Regions from separate parts of the Mus musculus genome. Here all the other regions are linked to region 2. A link is a contact called in public promoter capture Hi-C data. All regions are on one chromosome and are shown on one strand. Each heading gives the region's core, a stretch centred on a gene start, on an enhancer-like site or on the middle of the called end of the contact. The rest is flanking DNA. Distances are from core to core; before and after follow the strand shown.

The links. Promoter capture Hi-C pulls out the DNA fragments that hold promoters and counts their contacts.
Region 1: a promoter capture Hi-C map of the HPC-7 cell line shows a contact between it and region 2. The contact joins the enhancer-like site here to the promoter of Cryl1 in region 2. A contact is called at or near these places in 12 of 39 promoter capture datasets (the 3T3-L1 cell line, the C10 cell line, the HPC-7 cell line and 7 more), 2 of 484 Hi-C or Micro-C datasets (embryonic stem cells and nephron progenitors), 3 of 115 datasets of contacts at active chromatin or transcription factors (bone marrow-derived macrophages, embryonic basal ganglia and memory CD8 T cells) and 3 of 9 other capture datasets (adipose tissue, embryonic stem cells and liver).
Region 3: a promoter capture Hi-C map of trophoblast stem cells shows a contact between it and region 2, with 2.1 times the contacts expected there. The contact joins the enhancer-like site here to the promoter of Cryl1 in region 2. A contact is called at or near these places in 9 of 39 promoter capture datasets (the 3T3-L1 cell line, the C10 cell line, HPC-7-derived erythroid cells and 4 more), 1 of 484 Hi-C or Micro-C datasets (centrocytes), 3 of 115 datasets of contacts at active chromatin or transcription factors (embryonic stem cells, extraembryonic endoderm stem cells and microglia) and 3 of 9 other capture datasets (adipose tissue, embryonic stem cells and liver).

Annotation. Positions count from the first base shown.
Region 1 is chr14:57,618,070-57,621,519 of GRCm38.p6, forward strand. Xpo4 (exportin 4) reads right to left here. Exons shown (of 23, transcript NM_020506.2): 7 at 62-174. Among named protein-coding and RNA genes, the nearest start is that of Xpo4, 45 kb to the right of the region's middle. Within about 2 kb of position 1,827, at least 25 of the 459 cell types and tissues checked have an H3K27ac peak or open chromatin away from gene starts, as enhancers often do. A contact at or near this core is called in the HPC-7 cell line and bone marrow-derived macrophages, where this site is marked.
Region 2 is chr14:57,397,125-57,400,441 of GRCm38.p6, forward strand. Cryl1 (crystallin, lambda 1) reads right to left here and starts at 1,359. Exons shown (of 8, transcript NM_030004.3): 1 at 1,284-1,359. The coding sequence starts at 1,324.
Region 3 is chr14:57,544,938-57,548,281 of GRCm38.p6, forward strand. No RefSeq gene overlaps it. Among named protein-coding and RNA genes, the nearest start is that of Il17d, 22 kb to the left of the region's middle. Within about 2 kb of position 1,959, at least 26 of the 459 cell types and tissues checked have an H3K27ac peak or open chromatin away from gene starts, as enhancers often do. A contact at or near this core is called in trophoblast stem cells, where this site is marked.

The DNA of each region.
Region 1 (3,450 bases), core at 577-3,076, 220 kb after region 2:
AAAGGCGTTCCCTTCCTCTCACCATGCCCCTAGCTAGCCAGAGTTGAAGACGAGGACTTACAGTGAAGAAGAGCTCCATAACTCTGCTGTCCAGAAGAGCCTCCCGCCAGGACTCTGTTGGCTTCAACAGCACATTTTGTGAGGATTCAAACATAGCTATATAATGTCTGCCCAGTTATCTAGTGTCAAGGTCAACAACAATAACATTCTTACTTTGTCTAAACTATAAGTATACCCTAAATATAACAGCAGCCAGCCAGAAAGAATGCAATGGAAACAGTTTAAGCCTCTTCACATATGCTACATAATTCGTGCCTGAAGCTAAGGAATAAAAGGCATTAAGTGCTGAAAAAAAGAATGCTATAGGAATGTTAGGTAACGGGTTTAATCCTTACATGTGCCATACCAGAGATCTTAATAGAAGCAACAGAAAGGGGGAAAAATGACTTTAAAAACAGACATCAAAAACTAAGCCTAAAGAATCAATTTTGGTAAATTTGCCCCACTACTTTACCCAATATTTTAAACAGCTAAAATCATATACACAAAATGAGTTTCATATAGACTATAGGGAAAAACAGAAGTTTTCCAAAAGAAGTATGTTCACAGGAAAAGAACATGAAAGAGCAACTAAGCTCCATACTAAAACAGAAAAATTGAGATCACAGTACCCCAACACCAAGTCAAAACAAACAATTAAGCAGTTGACAGAAAACACATTTTTATTCAAAATTCCCATAGACTCAAGGGAGGTAGAAAGGCATGGATCTTCCAGGACTCACTGGACAGCCATCTGGCCCACTTGATGTGCTCCAGGCCAGTGAAAAGAGACCCTATCTCCCAAGTAATGACTACAGAAGCTGTCCTCTGTCCTCTACACAGACATATACATATACAAAATATTGAGATTGAGTGAGAAATCTCAACACAGGCATCTAAGATGACATTCTGCAAAAAAAAAAGCAGGCACACATTAATATACATGAGCATACACCGCCCCCAAACACATAATACACTGAGAAAGTAACATTCCCATAGACTCAAACAGTATATAAGGTGTTGAGGTATTCACTATCAAATATGCTTCAATTGAATAAATTTGCTGCAAATAAATTAACCATCATAATAAGTATGTGTCTGTAGATGTTGATGAGTGTAATGTACTCAGTAGCACTGCCATAGTAACTAAGCCTTTAAGAAATGAGAAGGATGCCTTCTTTGCACTTCTTTGTGAAGCAGACTGAACTAGGCAATATTCACATCATTCAGTGAGAAATCTCAATCTAAGATGACACTCCGCAAAGAAATCAGACATACATTCAAATGCTGCCATTTCCTTATACCCAACTCATTCTTTAGTAGAGAGAAATTATTTACAGAAAAAACTGAAGGTAGGTAACACTGCTTTGGAAACCATCCTTTAAAAGTCAGTTGTTTATGAGACTGCTTCTTGTCTGTGAAGAGGGCTACGGAGGGCACTGAGTGGCCCTAAGAAGAAGTCACTGCTTCTTTCTGATGTCATTCTCAAACTCCTAACTGACTAACTGAAGTGAAACCCTGAACAGGCTCACTTAGTATTTCCCTCTTCCTTTATCCGCCCCCTTGTGGACACAGAGAATGAAACCCTAAGGAAAGGAAGCCAGGACAGGACAAAGAGAAACCAGCCAATGACCAATGGAAAGTGGTTCCTTTCCTCAAAAGCACTAGGGGACCTCAGTCTCATTACCTTTTAGAAAAACAAACTGAAGGACTCACAGCTGATATCTGCTGTTTATTGCAACAACAGTCTACTGGCTAGTTTTTCATATGCTTTTGAAATTCACACTGAAGCAGGTAAAGGATCGTTAGTGTTCAGAACAGATTATCTGGGGAAAGAGATCAAGGCTTTATATCTCTTGAAACAGAAAGCAGCCATTTATCTTTTTTAGTTTTAGTGCCATTTTATTTATTTTTTTTTTAAAAGATTTATTTATTTATTATATGTAAGTACACTGTAGCTGTCTTCAGACACTCCAGAAGAGGGCGTCAGATCTCCTTACAGATGGTTGTGAGCCACCATGTGGTTGCTGGGATTTGAACTCCTGACCTTCGGAAGAGCAGTCGGGTGCTCTTACCCACTGAGCCATCTCACCAGCCCCGCCATTTTATTAAAGGTATTTTTATTATGTGAAAGGTCAGTAATGAAATATACTCAATTGTTTAAATAGTGCACGATCTGAGATGGTGTGATGCCCTCGTCAGTCTAGAGATCACATGACACTGTGAGGGGAACACATACATGCAGATCTAGACATCAAAATATATAGAGACAGACCATACATATCAAAATAATGTAAAGAACGAAGGTAGTTCAATTTTTTAATTTTGTTTAAAAAACAAACAAACAAAAAAAAAAACCCCAAAAAGTAAATAAAATTGTTAGTCAGAATTTAGAAATCTAACTTTTCTACTCTTACAACAATGTCCTAAAAACGGCAGAGCCAGGTGCGGTGGCACATGCTTGTAAACCATCACCCGGGAGGCAGAAGTCTACACAGTGAGCTCCAGGACAGCAAGGGCTAGAGACATCCTGATCTCAAACAACAACAAACAAACAGTTGAGTGCTGGCACAAACATCTGGTAAGTAAAAGTGCTTGCTGTGCACATCTGCTGCCTGCCTGAATTCAATCCCTGAAACCCGCCTAAAGGTAGAAGGAAAGCCATTCTGCAGCTCCGTCCTCTGACCCCACAAGTCCCATGGCCCTTGGGCTCTGTGCCAAGACAGCAGGTGCTCATGCTCCCTTTCTCTCTCAAACTACAACAATAAAGTACTTTTAATTAAGACGTTACCTTAATGTTAAAGCAAAGTTCACTAAAAATAGCTTCAATAAACAGTAGTTGCTCTTTTACAAGATTGCAAAGCTTTGGTTCTTACTGAAATATGTTCTGGTTTCCAGATACTATATTTTCTTATCTTTTAAAAACATGTCATCAACAAGAGAGTGGTCTGCTATCGACTGATCAGTGATTTTCACTCTATGCAATACACAGAAGGCAGATCTCATGAAGCAAAAGAATCACAACAGTAAATAGCTATTACTTTAACAACAACAACAAAAAACCTGTATAAATTCCAAATTTTTCTGAGTGATAACTTTAAATACTTTTCTATATATTTAAATATTTGTATATACTTTAACAACAACAACAAAAAACCTGTATAAATTCCAAATTTTTCTGAGTGATAACTTTAAATACTTTTCTATATATTTAAATATTTATATAATTTACATTTTATATAATTCATTTGCAACCAACAAGATAACTGCATTCTGTTTTTTAATAAGTCTGCATCACTTTGAAAATTGTGTCAACCTCATCTAACCTTCCCTTTTTCAGGTTTGACCAAATGACAAAGTCCCAGTGCACAGGCCCTGCCTGTCACCATACTAAGCACAAACCCACTCACT
Region 2 (3,317 bases), core at 109-2,608:
TTAGAAAACAATAGCTCAGGTCATCTTGTGCTCCTTAAGATGTCCCGGCCCCCTTCTAGTTCCCTGTCCATGAGCTCAGAAATAACTGACTGTTGAGTCTCTCCTTGGGAGTCTATGAACCACCCACAGCCAGACGAATGCAAAATCCAGTCAAAATCCCACATGACACCTGTCAGGTGCAGGCAGAGATCTACTTCCCAACGGAGACCTGCAAAAACCTAGCCCGTGACACCAGTGGCTCTCACAGAAGGCGAGGCAGCACAGTTCACCACAGGAGCAAAGTGCACACTTTTGATATTTCTTGACCATTCAACCACAGGCAACCACGGGAAAGGACAAAGGTACAGCTAATTCTGCAGTTCTGTAAGAGAGAAAATAGCAACAGCATTCTGACACCTCCCTCCAAAGAACTCTCAAGGAAAAAGCCTGAACTTGGGACTGGTCTGCAGGCAGAACAACAAGTAGCCAAAACTATAAGCAGGGACATGAAGCCACTCCTTTAATAGCTACCAACCAATACTAGTTATTATGTGTTGCTACACGTTGATAGACTTTCAGACAGCTAGGCAATGAAAGATATTCTAAGCGTTCTTATTTTTTAAAAAAAGAAGCAATAAGGAGAAAGGGGAATCATGAGAACAGAAATTGGTGTGTCAGATGAACTTGGGCTGTTAAAGTGACTCAGCCTCCTGCCTTGGGACACATACACACAGGAAAGCAGGGTGCCTTGACTGACAAGGTTTCTGCCTCGAGAGATTTAGCCTAGCCCAGTGGTGCATGCGAACCAGCCTCCTTGCCAACCCAGGCCAATAGTTATCCGTTAGTTACTATCATCTTGGTAAAACTCTTGTCTGCGTTCTTAATAAGAATAAGCTGCTTTCACGCTGGGGTATTTGGCAGGAGGATCAAGAGTTCAAGGATAGCCTCAGCTAACCTAGAAATTTTGAGGCCAGGATGAGCTACACAAGACCTCCGTCTCAAAAGCATAAGAACACAGTTTTCGCAGGTTCATTGCTAGTATTCAATGATGCCAGGCACCTCTGGCCTGCGCTGACAAAAGTGACCCCGCACCGATTTAAGGCTCTCCTTACTGCTTGGCTAAGCCACGGCCACCACCTAGTCTACTGCCAGACTAGCTTCGGAGCCCAAGTGCGAAGCGCCTGGAGGAGCGAGGTACAGCCTGATGCCCACCCGAGGCACCCACGGCCGCCCGCGGGAGGTCCCGCGTTCGGGACGCTGCCAGGGCGCCAGCCATTGCAGCACGGCGCCACTGAGACCTTTACCTGCCTACGATCACCACCCCGCCCGCTGCTGGGGACGCCATGGCAGATCCGGGCCTGGCTGTACAGCTGCGTTAGCGGAGGGAGCGAGCAAAGCAGAGCGGGTCGCGCGCCAGAATAAGGCTGGGCGCCTGGGTGGGCGTGCCCAAACCTCATGAGGACTATCCCATTGGCTGACAAGCTCCGGGGAGGGGCCAAGGCGCAGGAGAGGCGGAGCCCTCGGGGAGAGACTTCAGGAAGGCCACTGGGCTCTAGCACCGGGGAGCGTGGGACGGTGGATGCAAACAGGGAAGACCAGACACTTCTGAGCTGAGCAATTTTTATTTTTAAGTTTCTAACAGGAAACCATTAAACCATGAGCGGATACTGCCAGGTTGGCGCAAAGGTTCACCCCAGAGACACTTTCAAGAAAATGTTGCTTTAAAGACGTTAGCACCAGTTTGTCACTTTAAGGACTTTTGTTCCACTGTTTACATTCTACTCTACACTGGAAATCCAGGTCTGGTGAGATACCTGCAGCCTGGCTTCACTGATGTGAACGGAGGCCCGGATACTTAAGGGACAAGCTACAAATGGAAACTCCGGATATGTTACTCTGAGAAACGGAAGGACGAATTTGAATTCCTTGTAGCGTACCACAGCTTCTGTGTGCCTTACTTCCTCCTTCCAGAGGCGTGCAGTGCCAAATGTGTTAGGAAAAGAAAAAGAAAAACCAAGCAGGGCGTGATGGAATGCACCTGCTCTCGCAAAACCTGGGAGGCTGAACCGGGAGTTCCAGCCAGGCTACATTCAGAGACAGCAAGACCCTGTTGCAAAAAAAAAAAAAAAAAAAAAAAAGGCTAGTGCCCTGATTACACTTGGGTCTGAGACCAGAGAACGAGAGGCATTACACTGCATGACACAAGTTTTGTGCCCACAATCGGAAGTGGAAACACTTTGAGGCCAGCAGTTTGGGAAAAGCTGAAATCAGAACACACTCACACTGACAGATTCAGGAGAGTAGACACTTGCCTTATTCCCACCACCTTGTCAGGGATTCGGAAAGAGAAACCTCTGAGGCAGTCAGGTTTTTAAACAGTTCCACAAATTATCAATAAACATTTGAAGATGCCGAGCCCCGTTTAAATGAGATGAAAAGTGGCACGAGGAAAACACCTTTTACCCATCAGATCGGCCAAATTACACTGATGGCCAGTCCCTCTCTGCAAGGGAGAGTGTACTGACTGGTTTTGTGTCATCTTGACACAAGCTGGAGTCATCAGAGAGGAAGGCTGCTCAGTTGAGGAGATGCCTCCATGAGATCCAGCTTAAGGCATTTTCTCAACTAGTGATCAAGAGGGGAGGGCCCATTGTGGATGGCCAGTAGGCAGCTCCCTATATAGCCCCTGCATCAGTTCCTGCCTTCGGGTTCCTGCCCTGCTTGAGTCCCTGACCTGACTTCCTTCGGTGACAAACTGCAAGACTAAACCTTTTCCTCCCCAACTTGCTTTTTGGTCATGGTGTTTTGTTGAAGTAATAGAAACTCTAACTAAGACATATTTTCTTACAAACCTAAGGCAGCTTTAAACTGTCTCTTCCTTTCTGAAGAAGAAGGTCAAATGACTAAGGTTATGAATGCCACCTTATCCTATTTTGTGTCTGCCTAGACACTCCTCCATCTTCAATCCTGCAAAAGCCGTATCTGCCTTGGCAATGCTTATTTTCAGTGCATGATCCTGACCATGGTCCAGGCATATTAACCAAAATAATTAATGTTTGCACAAGCTAAAGCTAAACCAACTAAGAGGGTGTATAAATAAAAAAGAAGTAGTGTCTAAAAAATACTGCTGAGTTTTACAAGAAAACTTAGATGTTACTAGGACACCCCAAATTCCTCACTAATGTGAACCCTACCTCTAGCACTAGTGCAATTGTGGTTTTTGTTTTTAAAAACACCATGCCCCTGAGCTTGAACATCAAGAGACATTTTGGAGTCATGAGCCCACGTTGGTCTAGCAATTAATAAAGGGCTCGTGTACTTATAATAGGTTTGATTAG
Region 3 (3,344 bases), core at 709-3,208, 150 kb after region 2:
CACTTAGTGATAAAAGATCTTGCTTTCTCCGGTCATCTGTCATGATGTCAGAGGACTTGTATTCAAGTGACTTATTTTACTTAATAATGGCCCTGAAGCCAGTGTGGTGACATATCCACCTATAATCCCATCATGTAGCAGGCTAAGGCAAGAGGATTGCCGTGAGTTTGATTCCAGATTGGACCACAGAGAAATACTGTCTCAGAAAACGGCAAGGGGAAAACTGCCTTGAAGTCAGCGTGCTGGCACACCACACAGACGTAGCTACTTGGGAAGCTGAGGCAGGAGAATCATTTTTAGTTTAGCCAATAGGCAACACAAAGAGACCCTGTTTCATATATTTTTATATGGGAGCCTTCTGAAGTGCAGGGTTTTATCATAGGTCATTGTTATAATTGTCTTATTAGCTACTGTTATTGAGCTCCAATTGTGTCTAGTTCACAAATGAAGGTGAAAGGCAAAAACAAAACAAACAAAACAAAAACAGGGCTGGCGACATAGGTCAGTCACTAAGGTGCTTATTGTATAAGCTTGAGAACTTTTCCATCCAAAACACATATTCAAGATGTCAGGTGTAGACTAGGTATGGGGGCCCTTGTGTTAGAGTGAGAATTCCTTCCCAGGTTTTCTGAGGCACCATCTCTGTGGGGCTGCTTTGGGTAGGGCGGGAAGCTGGAGAGGAAGTGCTGCCACTGTGGACAGCCCATGTGGGACAGCTCCTGCAGTGGTGTTCACGAAAGCCGTAGGCTGAGGCAGGAAATGTGTCGCCGCTTTGGATCACTCCTGAGGCAGTGCGTCTCCGTGGACAGCTCCTGTAAGGGCTGCAGGCGGAGATGCTGTGGCGTCCATCTTGACAGGAGACCCATTTAGGACAGCTCACGTGGGACAGTTTACTGCGCGGGTGCGGGAGGAGGGGCCTGCCTTCGCTTTGAGAATTTAGTGGTGTGCTGCTCACGGAAGACAACCGCGACTAGCAGAGTAATGACCCACACGAAGCTAGAAGTTAGTTCTGTCCTTGATTCAGTGTCTGAGAGTCTGACCCCAAAGTATTTTATTTTAGGCATATTTAAGCATGGTACAATTTGGTGAAAAGTTTCCTGGTGACAACTCAATTGCATGTACACAGTAAAAGCACAAATTAAACCAAATAAAGATTCTACGTGACTACATTGAAACTCTTTGTAAGTACACGTGACACCTCCCATAAAGATGGGCTGTGTAGTCTGAGAGAAGCCAGCCAGCCCAGGGTAAGGGTCTGGGGAGGGTCTGGTGTGGTCTAAGTCACACGGATAGTGCAAAAGTTACCATGCTATTAACCACGTCTGTTCTAGCCTTCTGGGCAGATAGCAGGTTCTGTCTGTTCCTTTGAAGGAACAACCCGGTATGTTTAACATTCTAAGTACCTAGGGCTTATCTGTGGGCACAAGGACCGCCGGGCCTTCTACAATGATAGAGGGTTTTTTCTTTTGTTTTCATGGTTTTTTGAGACAGGGTCTCGTGTAGCCCAGGCAGGCCTAGAATTTGATCATCTGAAAAAGATACATGAGCCTATCGGGGACACTTGACGTTCAAACCACATAAAAAGTGTGAGAGGCTAAGCTGGTTCTGAGCATCCACGATGTTGGGTGTTTGTCTGCTATTGTGATGCAGGCAGAGTGAGTGGAGAGAGACAACGCTTCTTGGTCCTGCTCAAACTCGCCAAAGCACCTCCACAGGAATGCGTCCAACATGTTCTAAGAGCTGCAGAAACAGCTGCAGGTTTTTATGAGGTTCAAAAACAGGTCACAGATGAACACAGATTTACCAGTGCTGAAGCAACATCAAGGGTCCAGAAGCCACGAAGCATGTTGGCTGCTTCTTAAACAAGCTTGTTTAGTTACGGGGCTGAGGATCTCGCTCAGCTGATAGAGCCAATGGCCTTGCATACATGAGGGTCAGGTTCAACCGCCTGCACCAGGGGGAAGGGTGGGGCGGGGCGGGGCGGGCCCGGGGGCGGGGCCTGGCAGCGAGGGCTTCCTGACCTGGATCTCTAGGCCTCTCTTTTTCTTAGTGTAGCTGCACAGCTTGAAAAAATCCCAGCTTATAGGACAAGTCGGTTTCTGATTTCTCTGTTGTTAGCTGTTCACAATTCCTAAATTGGACATTTCATTTCTACACACAATTTGTCACTTAATGTCTGTTTCTCGCTTAAGGAATTTGTGGCAAATTGGTTCACATGGAAACAATAAGGGAGAGACTATTGTTTAAAGAACATTTTAAACATTGTACAACATGTGCCTGATAGCTCGTAAAAATTTGTTTAAAGTGACGCTGTCTGGGAATGTGAAAGCCGTGCCTAGCCTCTCCTCTGACTGTCAGGACAGGCTGGATAGAGTGATAGTAACCAGCCCATCTTCTCTGGTGGTGTCTTAATTAGGGTTAGTATTGCTGTGATGAAGCACCATGGCCAAGAGCAAATTGAGGAGGCAAGGGTTTGTCTGGCTTGCCTTTCCCATCACTGTGCATCGATGAAGGAAGTCAGGACAGGAAGATCACAAACAGGGTAGGAGCCTGGAGGCAGGAGCTGATGCAGAGGCCATGGAAGGGTGCTGCTTATTGGCTTGCTCCTCATGGCTTGCTCAGCTTGCTTTCTTACAGAACCTAGGACCACCAGCCCAGGGATGGCACTATCTGTAGTGGGCTGGGCCCTCCCCCAGCAATCACAGGCTTGCCTAGAGACGTTTTTCTCAGTTGAAGCCCCCTCCTCTGATGACTATATTTTATGTAACACGCTGAACTAGAATATGCATAATGAGCCCCTGCCACAGCTCCTCCCCACTGACCTCCGTTCTGAGTTCCTCTCAGTGTTCATGTGGGTTCTTCTTATAAAAATCTATCAGTGTTTGATTCCTGAAACTTTACAGGGGTCCAGCACCCGGGAATATTTCCCCTCCCCCACAGGCACAGGTCAGCCCGAGGACTAGATGCTAGGACAGCCTCTGCCTGGGAAGAGAAGACTCCAGTGGAGAAGACTGGGGGGGGGGGGGGGGCATGTGACATGTGCTGGTCATCTGACATTCTTTTGGTCAAAGAAAGACATCCTTTTCTGAAACTGTGAGATACTTTTTCTTCAATTTTGACACGATTGTAGGTCTCAAAAGTTACCAAACCACCAGAGTGATCTTGTGTAGTCCCCCCCCCTTTAAAAAAGATTTATTTATTTTATTTATATGAGTTCACTGTTGCTGTCTTCAGACACACCATAAGAGAGCATCAGGTCCTATTGCAGATGGTTGTGAGCCACCTGTGGTTGCTGGGAATTGAACTCAGGGCCTCTGGAAGAGCAGTCAATGTTCTTAACCGAT